5 separate regions of the Mus musculus genome follow, and all the other regions are linked to region 1. Evidence: chromatin contacts called from public HiChIP or PLAC-seq data. All regions are on one chromosome and are shown on one strand. Each heading gives the region's core, a stretch centred on a gene start, on an enhancer-like site or on the middle of the called end of the contact. The rest is flanking DNA. Distances are from core to core; before and after follow the strand shown. Region 1 holds the start of Snx13 (sorting nexin 13). Region 2 overlaps Atxn7l1 (ataxin 7-like 1). Region 3 overlaps Atxn7l1 (ataxin 7-like 1). Region 4 overlaps Atxn7l1 (ataxin 7-like 1). Region 5 holds the start of Ferd3l (Fer3 like bHLH transcription factor).

Evidence for each region. HiChIP or PLAC-seq counts read pairs in DNA pulled down with a chosen protein or histone mark.
Region 2: an H3K27ac HiChIP or PLAC-seq map of bone marrow-derived dendritic cells shows a contact between it and region 1, with 7 times the contacts expected there. The contact joins the enhancer-like site here to the promoter of Snx13 in region 1. A contact is called at or near these places in 3 of 39 promoter capture datasets (the C10 cell line, embryonic stem cells and hippocampal neurons), 3 of 115 datasets of contacts at active chromatin or transcription factors (astrocytes, bone marrow-derived dendritic cells and forebrain) and 1 of 9 other capture datasets (liver).
Region 3: an H3K27ac HiChIP or PLAC-seq map of bone marrow-derived dendritic cells shows a contact between it and region 1, with 4 times the contacts expected there. The contact joins the enhancer-like site here to the promoter of Snx13 in region 1. A contact is called at or near these places in 3 of 39 promoter capture datasets (the C10 cell line, hippocampal neurons and liver) and 4 of 115 datasets of contacts at active chromatin or transcription factors (bone marrow-derived dendritic cells, embryonic stem cells, large pre-B cells and 1 more).
Region 4: a contact with region 1 is called in an H3K4me3 HiChIP or PLAC-seq map of embryonic limb bud, with 7 times the contacts expected there. The contact joins the enhancer-like site here to the promoter of Snx13 in region 1. A contact is called at or near these places in 1 of 39 promoter capture datasets (hippocampal neurons), 3 of 115 datasets of contacts at active chromatin or transcription factors (astrocytes, embryonic limb bud and stem cell-derived neural progenitor cells) and 1 of 9 other capture datasets (embryonic stem cells).
Region 5: an H3K4me3 HiChIP or PLAC-seq map of stem cell-derived neural progenitor cells shows a contact between it and region 1, with 4 times the contacts expected there. The contact joins the promoter of Ferd3l here to the promoter of Snx13 in region 1. A contact is called at or near these places in 2 of 39 promoter capture datasets (hippocampal neurons and stem cell-derived epiblast-like cells) and 2 of 115 datasets of contacts at active chromatin or transcription factors (forebrain and stem cell-derived neural progenitor cells).

Annotation. Positions count from the first base shown.
Region 1 is chr12:35,045,905-35,048,471 of GRCm38.p6, forward strand. It overlaps Snx13 (sorting nexin 13), which reads left to right and starts at 1,285. Exons shown (of 26, transcript NM_001014973.2): 1 at 1,285-1,507. The coding sequence starts at 1,493.
Region 2 is chr12:33,155,681-33,158,247 of GRCm38.p6, forward strand. The region is part of intron 2 of Atxn7l1 (ataxin 7-like 1); the gene reads left to right. Among named protein-coding and RNA genes, the nearest start is that of F730043M19Rik, 9.4 kb to the left of the region's middle. Within about 2 kb of position 1,296, at least 69 of the 459 cell types and tissues checked have an H3K27ac peak or open chromatin away from gene starts, as enhancers often do. A contact at or near this core is called in bone marrow-derived dendritic cells, where this site is marked.
Region 3 is chr12:33,174,823-33,177,389 of GRCm38.p6, forward strand. All of the region lies in intron 2 of Atxn7l1 (ataxin 7-like 1), which reads left to right. Among named protein-coding and RNA genes, the nearest start is that of F730043M19Rik, 29 kb to the left of the region's middle. Within about 2 kb of position 1,284, at least 173 of the 459 cell types and tissues checked have an H3K27ac peak or open chromatin away from gene starts, as enhancers often do. A contact at or near this core is called in bone marrow-derived dendritic cells and liver, where this site is marked.
Region 4 is chr12:33,343,993-33,346,559 of GRCm38.p6, forward strand. Atxn7l1 (ataxin 7-like 1) reads left to right here. Exons shown (of 11, transcript NM_001374022.1): 6 at 898-980; 7 at 1,846-2,096. Among named protein-coding and RNA genes, the nearest start is that of Atxn7l1os2, 49 kb to the right of the region's middle. Within about 2 kb of position 1,284, at least 57 of the 459 cell types and tissues checked have an H3K27ac peak or open chromatin away from gene starts, as enhancers often do. A contact at or near this core is called in embryonic limb bud and embryonic stem cells, where this site is marked.
Region 5 is chr12:33,927,136-33,929,702 of GRCm38.p6, forward strand. Ferd3l (Fer3 like bHLH transcription factor) reads left to right here and starts at 1,290. Exons shown (of 1, transcript NM_033522.2): 1 at 1,290-2,175. The coding sequence starts at 1,355. The coding sequence ends at 1,861. All of the region lies in intron 1 of Gm40383 (a long non-coding RNA gene), which reads right to left.

The sequences.
Region 1 (2,567 bases), core at 35-2,534:
AGATTAATCTGCCAGTGCTTCAATTATATTTGGTTGTATTGCAGACGTTAGAATGCACTTGTTCCAGTAACAGAAAAATTATATATATATAAGTTGCCCAGTAAAAAACAAACAAAAAAACCCAACTTTGCTATAAACTCACTGAATGGAGCAGTCGGGGCTTTTCTTCAAAGTCTGTATGACATCTTAAATGAAATTTTATTTTGGGGGACAGAACAGAATAGAGATAACACAGGGTTTGTAATGCACTTGCTTTATTCACTGTGGTGAGAATGAGTACCTCCTTAAATTACATTTAGCACAATAGTACCATTGTTAAGTGCAGATTCCATCACAAAGGAAGTAACTACTGGCTTTAGTTTTCCACAATTTCTTTTATAAACTTTTTCTTCTTCTTTTTTTTTTTTCCCGGTAAGAATGAGATACAAGTGTTTTATTTTTCAAGCCCAAACACTTCTCAGTTTCACTGTAAATTGGTTTGTAACAGCAGAGGCATGAAAAGAAAACTACTTCACGGGCAATTCAGGAAGAAGCGAGTGATTTTTACTGTCATTCCTGTAGAAGTGGACCGAGATAGTTGTCACGGTATCAGCAGTTCTAGCCACAGAACTTCGGAGTTCAGTCTCATTTTATTCGTAACTACTTACAGAGACACATGCTGAAATGCGTTCACTGTGATATATAAACATATATATATATATATATTTTTTTTTTTTGAATTCCCAATAAAGCCATAGAGACTACAGCTACCGGGCAAAAGCTGCTTGATTTTTAAGACTATGAAAGAAACACTAAGCCTTCAGGCTTGAGCAGGTTCTGGCCAATCAGCAAAGCAGTAGCCCTTAACTCTGCCAGGATCGGGGTGAAGGCGATCTGCCCTGATCGCGTCTACAACCTGTCGCGCACCCAGCACAGGACTTACTGAGCGCTGGGAGCAACAGAGGCAAGTTTCGGCCGAAGTTTCGGAATGAGGCGCGGCGCGGGCGGCAGTTTCAGGTCACCGCGCTGCGGAGGGGACCGCAGCCGAGTGTCCCGAGCACTCTACGGGCTCCACAGGGTCGGGGAGACGCGAGATGCCAGTTTCTCCGCCGGCACCCAGCCTCCGCTGCGCCACCAGCCCGCAAACCCGCCACCACGGTGGCCCGGGATCCAGCCCGCAGAGGAGGTCCCGGGTCGCGCGCGGCCCAGCCCCCGCCGCCGACCCTGCGCGCGCCGGCGCCATGGAGACAGTCACAAGACGCTCGCGCCCGGCGCGCCAGCCAATGGGAGCGCACGTCGCGGGGAGACGCGGACGTCGCTCTTCCAAGATGGCGGCGCGTCCGTCGCGAGCAGCCGGGCCGGGGGGAAGCCAGCGAAGCCGAGTAAAGCCGCCGCCCGGGACAGGACTGAAGCAGCAGTTGCCGCCGTTGGCGGCGGCCCGGGCAGTTTCCGCTGCTGCTACGGCTATTGCCATGCGGCGAGGCTAGGGAGGACCTCACTCCCCCGGGGTGTAATGATGTTAACAGAGGTAAGCGGCGCCCACTGTTTACCTGAGAGGCGGGTGAGCGGCCGGCGCCAGCCCGCCCGTCACCGACGCCGCTCCCGGCGCTGGGCCCGACCGGAGCCGAGGCCCGGCCGGCCGGGCTGGCAGCCGCCGGGTTCCCACAAGTGCCACCGAGTGGGCGCGGTGCTGACTCGGCAGAGTTCCACCTCCTCCTGCCGCCGCTCCCCTTCGCCCGAGCTGTCGCTCCTTCCTGGAGTCCGCTCCGCCTGCCCCGAGGCGGTCGTGGTCCCCGCGTCCCGGTGCTGGCCCTTGTCGGTGTCCCCGGCTTGCAGGGCCCTTCCCCTCCCGGCTGGGTCGGGTCAACCTCCTGGCGGTGGCAGCCGGCCTGAGCCCTACATTGGCTGCTCCGCGAAGTGAGCCAGGTTCCTCCAGCCACACTCGCTGGCCTCGCGCCCTCCTCCCCTGCCCCCACATCCCGTCACGTTCCTTCAGTCCCTGATCCCAAAGTTCAGTTTGGCATCCACCTTCCTGACCCGCGGATGGCCCCCTTGCTTCTCTCTGTGGGAACAGTTTTTCTCATTTGACCTGAAATGGAAGTAGGGCAGCAACGACGAACCAATCAGTTTCCCCTTCCTTAGTGCCCACTGTCCAGTGCAAAAACCAGACGTTTGAAGAAGTAGAGTTTGCCTGCACTAGCAGTACTTTAGGGGGAAGAACTTAATCGGTGCAGCTAGTTTAGTGACCAGAGGTGACATAGCTGGGCGAATGGTCTATTGCAGGTGTTGGATGTCTGACGCTTGTAGATTGGATAAAATCCCAGAGGCTGCTCCCTTAAGGTTCTGTGAGGATCCTAATGTCAGGGACCGGTTTGAACATCTTTGGGAGCTGATGTGAGGGTACTAAACCACGTTGATGGTCACTGGGAAGCAGTCCTACACGGGCCAAAAAGGACATTTTGAAATGGAAACATTGGAAACAAGTGGATTTTACTGTGTGAAAAGCGATGGCACAATAGGACACACTGGGTTCTCCAAGTTTTGGGAACTCGTCTAACTAAGTGCCTTGTACCTTAGTATCTGTTTTC
Region 2 (2,567 bases), core at 46-2,545, 1.9 Mb before region 1:
TATCCTTCAGGAAGTCAAACGTGGCTGTCATAGAAGCTATGTGTTGGCCCATGGCTTGGACCTCTGCTGAATATCATAGACATTGAATGGTAAGAGCAGACTTCTGTGTGTCTCTTCTAACTCAGTCTAGTGTCCTGCCATGACAGGCTCCCGGCTCTGTACTATGGCAAGGCTCAGACTGGCTACCTCTGCCAATGGACCTCACTTTGAACCCTGTTATACTGGCACTGATAGTGAGGACTTGGGCTGGCCCTTCCAGCAAGTGGGCCGACACTGAGGCTAGGATCCTATGAAGCTGAGTGTTTAGCTTGACTTACTCAGTTCCTGCAAAGAGAACCGGAATTCCCCAGGGGATAGAGCATTTGTTCTCATGTAGACAATCTATCCTTCTGGTTTTTTGGTTTGTTTATTTATTTGTTGTTTCCCCCACAATTCCATCTTCCAATTTTAAGGGGTGCTGTACTTAACGTAAAGAAGGAAACGAAATGCTTGCCAGGGCAGAACAAACTGGTACCGGGTCACTCTAATCGGAAAGGTACAAGCAAGTCGAGGACAGACTCTTGGAACACACAAGTGGCTATACTGATTCTGTACTTCTGCAGAGCAGATTCTGCGCTTGTGGACATTGATGGTTAATGACACCCTCAGCAGGGAGCAGTGTGACCTGCCCCACTACCCCAGTAGGTCATAGAGTCCTGGACAAGGCAAACGGGTGACAGCGTTTGTAGTGGTAGATGGTAGGTGGGTGGGACGCCTTCCCTTACCAAGGTGGTGTTCAACTCTTTAAAATAGTATATTGACCAAGATTGGAAATTCAGCTCAGCGGTAGAGCATCTGCTAGCATGCACAAGGCCCAGGTTTCACTTCCCTGTTCCCCACCCCAACCCCCTCCCGGCCTCCAAATGTGCTGGCCTCAAAAGGATGGATCCTGCCAGTGTTCATGTCTGTGAGGTTCCTGGAGGAGTAATGTTTGTGTAGACAGAATAGACTGGTACATCATGGTGGCTGAGGCTGGAAATGTAAAGTTTGGACTCCGTGGGCCCAAAGGTCCAGGTCTAGGGGCTAAAATGGTTAGAGGTGGTGTGGTGAAGGTTGTGTGGAAGTATGAATGTATTTAAAGCCACCAAACTGTGTACTTAAAAATAGCTACAGTGGTTAATGCTATGCTGTGTATATTTCACTACACACAGAGAGTTCATTGGCATGGCAGCCTTGGGAGTTTCATGCAGCATTATTTAAATTTTGACTCAGCCATTTCCCAGCTGTGTGTTAATTTCAGATTTAATTTCCTCATTTTCAGAACGGAATAATAGTTCCTCTCAGAGTTGCTGTAAAAATAAATGAGATACTATCTGGCATCCTATAGGTACTCAGAAATGTGAGCTGTGGTTACGGTCATATTATTTTTACCACATACTCAGGTCCTCTTCTTTGTCTTATCTGAGCTGCCATTTCCAGGGAACAGATTGTATCAAGATTGTTTCAGGAATGGGTCAGGACACTGAATGTGTACCAGACACCAGGCCAGATGTGTGTGTTGTCATTGGGTCCTCCTGATCACCCTGTGAGTCAAATCCTGTTCATAGCTGAATTTTAGAGAGTGGGGGAGGGGGTGTTGAGGCTCAGAGGTGTTGAGTTATTTACCCAGGTGGTTCAGCTGAGAGATGGAGGAGCTGGGATTCGAACACTGAGTCTGGCTGATTCCAGAATCTCTACTTTAATTAGGGTTGTGATGTCTCTCATTCTTGGAACAGTGTGGGACTGAGGCAAGGCGGAAGGCATCTATATACTTAAGGTACACTAAGAGGTGCTCATGTGAGCTTCTGCAGGCGTAGAGCAAGGACCTTCTTAAGTGTTGCATCTGGACACCTGGTTTGCCGCATCTAGCCCAGCCCTGTCAGGGGAGTGTGTCCTTTCGGCAGAATGGTGCAGAGAGACTAGCTGTCTGTCCCCCTTGCATCTGTAAGACCCACGGCTTCCCATCAGGCTTCTCATCAGCCATGGGCTTTCTCATCCCAAGGCCCCAGCTTTGGGCCTGTGTGGTCAGGGCACTGGCCCCAGGGAGGCACAGGAGCTGATGCAAACTGTTCCTTTTTAGAAGAAGGTGTTAGCAAGGATGGTTGCCAAGCAACTCCAGGGCCATCTATCTACAGCAATGATGTCCCCCCCTCCGCACCCCCCTCTTTGAACATCTTCTAGGCTGCTGTTCAGTTTGCTCTTGGCGTTGGGATTGTTAGTATTTTCATGAAGGGTGCGCTCCTTTGGATGACGGAGTGCAGATAGCTTTTCAATACCTGCCACATTCAGGGTGTCCTTTTGATGGTGATATGCCTGCTAAGTGGGTGTGAAAGTCCTTTGCCTCCTGCAGCCACAGCATGCCCTAGCTGTTGCTGGCTCTGAGGGGTAGTGATGAAGAAGGTTTTTTGGACTGGAGTGGCCGAGAAAGACCCAGAATGCACCTCCCACATGAGCACATGGTGAGGTAGCCATGTTCAGCTCCCGTCAGTCTGGATTTCAGCTGCTGTTCACTAGCAAGGCCACTTGAACAGTGTATATGTGATGCTCTC
Region 3 (2,567 bases), core at 34-2,533, 1.9 Mb before region 1:
CCATCATTTACCGTCCACGTGACTGTTCCTTGTCTTCCCCAAGGGCTCTGGGCTCCTTTGTGTGGAATTTCCCCAGCCTGGCATACACCAGGGGCTTTATCAGTGCATTTTTCTGGGGTGTGTGTGTAGATGCTCAGGGTCAAGAAAGTGTTTACTCTCTGATGACCTCTAGCCCACGGGGCTGAGGCTGCAGTCTCCTGTGGGGCAAATCACTTCTTCCCTGACTTCTGGATATTCTGAGTAGACTGAAGAGAGAGGAACAGTTTTTCTGACTTTGCGCAATGGCTGCTAGCAGCTGCCACCGGGTTGCCCAGGTGGATAGTGCAGGGGAGATCACGTGGCTTGCCAGGCCCTCTGTGCTGATCAGTGCCGCCTGAAACCCACCTCAGAGGGGGAAACTGTTGGCATTCACTTCTTGTGGCTGGGCCATTGGGAATGAGGGCCAGTAGTGTGATGGGCTGATGGAAATCCCCTTGCTAGATTGAAAATGCCTGGGAGGGAAGTCAGACCAGCAGGCAACCATCGTCCACCTTCAGGTTTTGATTTTCAAGTGCATGAGATCCACAAGGTAGTCCGCCCCCCAACCCCCCCCCCCCCCTTTCCTGCAGTAGCTTCTTAAAACCTTTTCTTAGCTGAGCCATTTCCCGTAACAGTCTCCCATTTGGCCTTTGTAAAAGGGAGCCTCTGTATTGGTATCTAGAACACCCACAGCTGATTTATGTCATGCTGTTGGGCTGGCTGGCTTTGCATGGGTGGCTTCCCTGAAGTGGAGTGGGCAATTTGAAGATTTCTGCAGTGACTTGGAGAGGGACGCTTGCTTTGCCCAGAGATGGAGCAACAGATCTGTCCACTTTCCTGTTAGGAGTGGCAGAGGTTCCTAAGAGTCCCACTCAGTACAGGAAAGAAAAGCAGCAGCCAGCTGTACACTGCAGCCAGATCTTCACTTGAGGCAATGGATTGACATTGGGTATGCCTGGAGTCAGAGACCTGGTTGGTGAGTTGCCCATGGATTCTGAAGTTCAGATCAGATCAGTTCCATGTTGCCCTGTGCCCTTGTTCCGGTGCCAGACTAGGAAAATGATTAGTAGGGAAAGGACTTGTGGAAAAACGAGGCTTGTCAGCACAGCTGCACGTTACTTTCTCCGTGTGTGTTGGGCGTGGAACTCGTCTTGAAGGACAGCGAAGTTTTAAGTTCCCGAGTTTCCAGCCCCTGTTCCCTGCTGGGATTTCACGGACCTGCACCCTAGGCGACACCCCTTGTGCGCAAATGCTGACTCCTCGGGGGCGTGGCCTTGCCGCAGCTGCTCCTCTCCAGACCTTCCAAGGCTAATGTCAAGTGCTCCCAGTGTGTGCAATTCTGACTGAAAGTGAGTGAGTGATTGAGACGCTTTCCCCCCCTAGAACCGCTCCCTTCTGGTATAGGTATTTTCCTAACAACCCTTATGCAAATAGAGGAGAAGGAGGAAAGTAGGAAGTGGTAAAATGTCGAGGCTTCGTCTACTGCCGCAGGCTCCGCTGAAACCTTTTGGTTTTCCATCAAAAAAAAAAAAAAAAAAAAAAAAAAAAAAGAAAAGAAAAGAAAGGAAGGAAGACAGACAGCCGCCCTTGGTGTGGCACTGGCAGGCAGACACAGCCAGGAGGCCTGTGCCATTTCTTGTCTGCTTCTTCCAGGTGGGATTACGTTGGAAAACGGAACTGTTATGGGTCTCTTCGTCACAGGTTGCTCTTTATTGTCTATCCTGCCAGGGGAAGTTATTGATTTGCAAATGGCAGTATTCCTTTCCACATCCTTTGCTGGAGGCTGGAAGGAGAAGATTTGCTTCAGTCTTAGCAAAAACACTGTGGAGCCCAGCTCTTGTTTTTAGGATCCGCTCCAGCGAGAGCAATCTCTCATGTGTGATGCCATTCCCTAGGGAGGCAGGCGATTGGCAAAGGTCCACACGGTCTAGCACCCTCATCTCTCTCTCTCTCTTCTCTCCCCCTCCCTTCTCGCCTTCCTCCCCTCCTCTGTCTCCCTCTTTGCCTTCCTCTCCCTCCTTCCCTCCCCCTATCCTTCCCTTCCCCTCTCCCTCTTGCTAAGGATCAAACCCAGGGCCCTGTGATCTAAAGCAGTGTATCAGGGAGTCCTACAGTCCTCCTGGATCCCAGTCAGTTTCTTCCAGCCACTTCTCAGCTCTCTCCCATCATCAGATGTAGATTCTGGGAGGAGTCAGTCTTTGGCAAGTGGTTCTTTTCTGGCCCTTTCTTTGGGAATTAGGGGCCAGGTTAGTGTCATTGGCTCAGGCAACCTTTTCAGGAATAGAAATCAGTACCTTTGTGAGATCAGGATTCAGTTGTACACCTCCAAAAGAGTTCCAGGTTACTGGGTATCAGTGGACAGGGACTCATGGATGTCATTGACTTTTAACTCCTGTCTCATTGGGTCCTCCTGAATTTCTGAACCTCCATTTTCATTTTGGTTTTGAGGCTTGGAAATACTTGCCTCCTACATTCTGTCCAAAGGCACTTTCCTTCCTTCCCCTCCAGCCCTCCAGGTCCAGAGGACCCTCAGGAGTGTCACTTCCCTT
Region 4 (2,567 bases), core at 34-2,533, 1.7 Mb before region 1:
TGTGGTTAAGCATTTTGAGTAATTCCCAAAGAGATGAAGAGGCTGGAGGCATCAGAAGGACAGTTAGCAGTCACTTCCCTGGAAGCAATCAACACTCAGGCAGTGAGGAGGAAGTGGAGAAAGCTCTCCTTCCCTCAGTCATCCTTCATCTCCCAAGCCAGTGTGTCCTGTCTGATCCTCCTGTGGAGCGTCTGGACCGGGGCTACAGGCAAAGTGAGGTGTAAGGTTAGCAGCCTGTGTTCCTTGTGCCTTCAAGTTCAGCCCCACAGAGGAGTACAGCCACGCTTTTTCCTGCCCCTGCCGGAGGCACTGCCAATTCCAGGTCAGGGAAATGACTTATCTATGAGGCTGCGTGGAAAGCCTTCACCAAGGGCTTCGTAAAGCATAGGAAAGGCCACCCTGACAAGTCAGTGAACATGCTCCCACTTAAATGGATAAACCAGGAAGGCAGAGGTGGGGCTGGGGACATGAATGGATTTCTCCAGGCAGCCGTCAAAGAAAGCAGGCATCCTTAGGACTCCAGTGGCGCTTTCTGCTCTGCAGCCACTATGCCCAGAGCACCAAGGACCTGTGGGACTATTTTAAATAAAATAAAGTATTTGCAAACTGCATGGTCCTACTGTCCTGCCCTCTGCTCTCACCCTGTCCCCTATGCCGCCCTGAATCAGACTCAGAAAGTCTGGGTTCAGAGTGCAGCATTGATTTCCCCGAGTGGTTCTCGAAACATTTTAGCAGCTGGTTGGGGGAAGAGAAAAAGAAGAAGAAGAAAAAAAAAATCGCCTGACAACGTCACACTTGTTGGTGGATATGTGCATTTAAAAAAAAAATGTAGTCTTAATGCCAAATCCTATTTAGTCTCCTTTTTTTTCTTACATTTTTGTTTGTTTCTTAAACCAGAGAGAGAATTTGACCCAAATAAACACTGTGGAGTATTGGATCCCGAGACAAAGAAACCTTGCACAAGATCCCTCACCTGCAAGGTATTTCTCTTTCCATAAAAAAATACTTCCTGCTCTTGCTGGGGCCTTTGTCGAAATGTTTGCATGCCACTCTCTGCACACGGCAGGGTGTGGAACCTCGACATGACCTCCAGCTGTTCTTTGTAAGGGAAATGGCTTTCTTCTCTGTCCACGGTAGCATAGTGCCTGCCTCAATCTGTCTGGCTTTTTAAGGGGAAGAGAGAGAGAGGGAAAAAAAAACACCCTAGGCTTCCCGTGTTACTTGGGAGGCCAGACAGTAAATTGTATTTATAGGCACTCACAGGCGGTTCTAAAGCCTGCTACGTTTTAATGTATGCAGGAGCGGCGGCGGCGGCGGCAGCGCCCAGAAAGGCAGCCCGGAGGGGAGGATGAGATACTGCGCTCTGATCTAGCTACTCGGGGTGACCAGGGGACAGGCGGACCCCAGGCCACCGCTACGGGGTAGCCTCAAGCCCCAGGTTTCCTCCTGTCCTTCTAGTGCCTCTTTGGACCCAGGCTCTGCCCTCTCTGCCTGGTGGCCCTGAATGCATGGGCCAACTGGAGCCTCCTACCCACATCTGGATTGACTTTAGCTTTCCCTCGCGGGTGACTTTCATCCGAGGCTGTCCTGGGTTCTGCACAGAAGCTATCTCATGCCATTTGTCTGGAGGAAGCCTTGGCTTCTTGACACCTGGAGTGTAGGGCATGGTTGCATTCGAGCGGTCTCTGCCTCTTCCCAGCCTCAGAACAGGAGCTGTTGTCTTGAAGTTGACTTTTTCAAGCACCTTTAAATGCCTATGGTTGCAATTTCGGAAATGCAGGCCGTGGGGAAGCAGGTGTATGTGCTGATCAAAGAGGCTGTGCTGCTCATGTCTCTTCTCCTTAGACACACTCGCTGAGCCATCGGAGAGCAGTCCCAGGCCGGAAAAAGCAATTTGACCTCCTCCTGGCGGAGCACAAAGCCAAGTCCCGGGAGAAAGAAGTGAAAGAGCACCTTCTGACTTCCGCTAGGGAGATACTTCCGAACCCTCCTGGACCCTCGCCTGATGCTCCGCAAGCATCTTCCGGGAGCACGGTGGCAGAGCCGAAAGTAGCATCCCCACCAAAATCCAGGCCACTCAACTCTGTACTTCCCAGGTAAGTCGGCATGGGCCTCGAAGCAGCCCCAGCCCCCCTCAGTCCAGGCCCTCTTCCTTGCCAGCTGTTTTGTGTGTGGCCTGCCGGTTCTTTGAGGAGATATTTTACCCCAACCTTCTAAGGCTCTGTGAAGTTTAAATACGATCCTGCGCCTAAGGGGCTCAGCCCCGATGCCTGCCACATGGTGTAGTCGTCAGCCTTCCTAGCAGACCTTTTTATCAGACTGTGTGTTTTTACAGAGCCAGAGTGGGCTGGAAATAAACGCTGGAAGATTGGCACTTCAACCACCAGGCGACTTCCAGGCTGCCTGCGTTTTATGTTATTTGGAGACTCCTGGGGCAGAAAGGGAAAGCCTGGGTAGATAAGTAGTTAGAATATCTTATAAGCTCCCGGGGACCTCTTGTCACTTGTCACATGGTCTTATGACTTATTTCCACCACTTCCCTATGGTCAGGATGAAGGGCACGCTGG
Region 5 (2,567 bases), core at 40-2,539, 1.1 Mb before region 1:
TTTACACCGAGTAATAAACTAGCTGTTAGTAAACCAAAAGATGGAAAAAATAAAGTGTGTGTGGACATTCGGGACATACAAAAATCAGAAAAACTTCTTAGTGTATTAAGTTTAGAATCTCTTCTATTTCTGTGGATAGACACCAAATTTCCCTGAAATTTCAGTAAGGTATAGTTTTCCTTCTAAAACCTTACTTTGGTATACAAAGGAGTGAGGGTAGCAGCCAGATCAAAGTGTCAGGATTTTTCTTTGTTCAAGAACAAATGCTTGATTGGCAATTTAAAAGTTCGAAGGCTAACTCCCTAACAGAGAGTGAGCTGTTCACTCTCTCTCTCTTATTAAAGCTAAATCGAATTTTTCAAAGGAGGCTTGCAGGGTCGGGGGTAGGGGGAGGGAGGCAGGAACGGGGAAGACAGGGACAGGACGGTGATACTTTGTCCCCTAAGGGGTAATTACACAGTAAAGGGCTTATGCAGTAAATGTCTGGAATCTCCGTTTTATATTTCTTTATCACCATAACTCTTTTCTTCAAATATAACCCTCCACAGTGGAGGATAAGACCAGGGAGAGTCAAGTATCTCAATTGTCAGTCTGATTGTGTTCAAGCCGACTTCAGAAGTCAGGGTCTGTAACCAGGCAGTGAGTTGTTTGCGATGTCCTAGAAGGAGAAAAGACACCGGTTCCAACAGAGACACTGGGGAATGTGATCGGCCCCCTAGCCATGCTTACTTAAGCTAATGGAAGGTCTTGCCTTTCAGCAGCCGCTGTGCTGGGATACCAGACAAACAGCTCCCCTCGACCCCTGGCAGGAAGGGCCTCTCTTCTGGACATCATTAAAAGCGCATGCCCTTATTTCACATCCATTGGCAAATGGAGGCAAGATTCAGGACTCCTATCCTGAAGCCAAGGAGAAGCCATCGCAGTGGAAAGATTTTGGCTTTGAAAATCCAAATCGAAATTAAAGACCTATACGGAATAAGGAACCAAAAGAACATTGAATGGATACTGGGATGAGACCAGAGACAAAAAAGCACAGCAGGTAAGAACTGGGGCCTGCTGCCAAGAAGGAACTGCCCTGCAGAGGTGGTGCAGCAAGGGGGGGAAATACCTTAGAGCCTGAAAGTCTGCCGCCTTGAGCCTTCTGTGAATGCTTGAACTTGTCATCTTCTATCAGCTTACAGAAGAGGGACGTTGCCCTAGCCTTCAGTCTCCCTGCTAAGAATCCTTTTTCAGTTTGGTTATAAATGTCTCCCCGAGTTTGGTGATGATACGCTGCAGGAATCAAGGCCACCAAGGAGCTCTATCGGCAGCTATGCCATTCCTGCAAGAAAATCGGTGAGATAGACGCTGAGTGATGGCCGCCTATCCAGAGAGCTGCTTGGATGCTACCGTGCTGAACTTCGTAGCAGATCTCTCTCTGGCCTCTCCCAGACACCCTCTTCTCTGCGAGTTCCCACCTGGGGTCCCTTTTGGGGACCGAACACTGGGGTACAGAGAGGGAAGACCTGGGAGACTGTCGCAGTTTGATGAAAGATATCAGGAAGTAGAGGGGGACGAAGTGGAATATGAGGACCCAGAAGAGGAGGAAGAGGAGGGAGAGGGGCGCGGCAGAGTAGCATCCTTGCTGGGCCGCCCCAAAAGAAAAAGAGTTATTACTTATGCCCAGCGCCAGGCCGCCAACATTCGCGAGAGGAAGAGGATGTTCAACCTAAACGAGGCCTTCGACCAGCTGCGCAGAAAGGTACCCACCTTCGCTTATGAGAAGAGACTGTCGAGGATCGAGACCCTCCGCTTGGCCATCGTCTACATTTCCTTCATGACCGAGCTCCTGCAGAGCAAGGAGGAAAAGGAGGCCAGCTGAGCGGGGAGGGGTGAGCCCAAGAGACACTCCCCCGCCTCATCGTGCTTGGCGGGGTGCGTCTGGAAGGCAGAGGGGCCGCTGGCCTTCTGAGGCGGGGTTTGAGATGGTAAACTCCCCACTCGCGGCAGCTCTGCAGTGAATAAGTTGGGGATCCGGCACAATAAGGGTCTAGCTGGGCAGGTTGGGAGTTCCCGGGGTCAAGGATTTAGGGAGTTAGAGCTTCTTGCTTGGAGCAGGTGGGAAACTGGTCTGCTCCTCCACGGACCTCTGGTGATCTCTCCTCCTTGCTCCTTTTCAACAGTAGAAATAATAAAATAATCGCTCGCATGATTAGTTGCTGCCCCAATTCCATCTCCAGCTGGGGCTTCATTCTAGCAAGCGCACAGGTGAGCACACCTAAGGCAGAGACCAGGGGAGCGCTCTTGGTGCAACTTTCTCTTGGTTCTTTATGGGAACAGTCCTCTCAGACTACTTGGGGGGTGGGGGGACAAAGAGGGAGTGAGTGATGCAGGGGCCGAACAAACTCTCAAAATATGGCCTCTGAGAAGGATCCCTCTCCCTCCCTCATCGCCATCCCCACACCACCCTAACACTGGGTGCTGTGGAAACTCCCCTACCTGAATTGTTTGCAAGTGTACTCTAACTTGTCCCAGTTAAACGCAGTCCTCAGTGAAAATGGCCATTAGCCTTTTGCTCAGAACTAAAC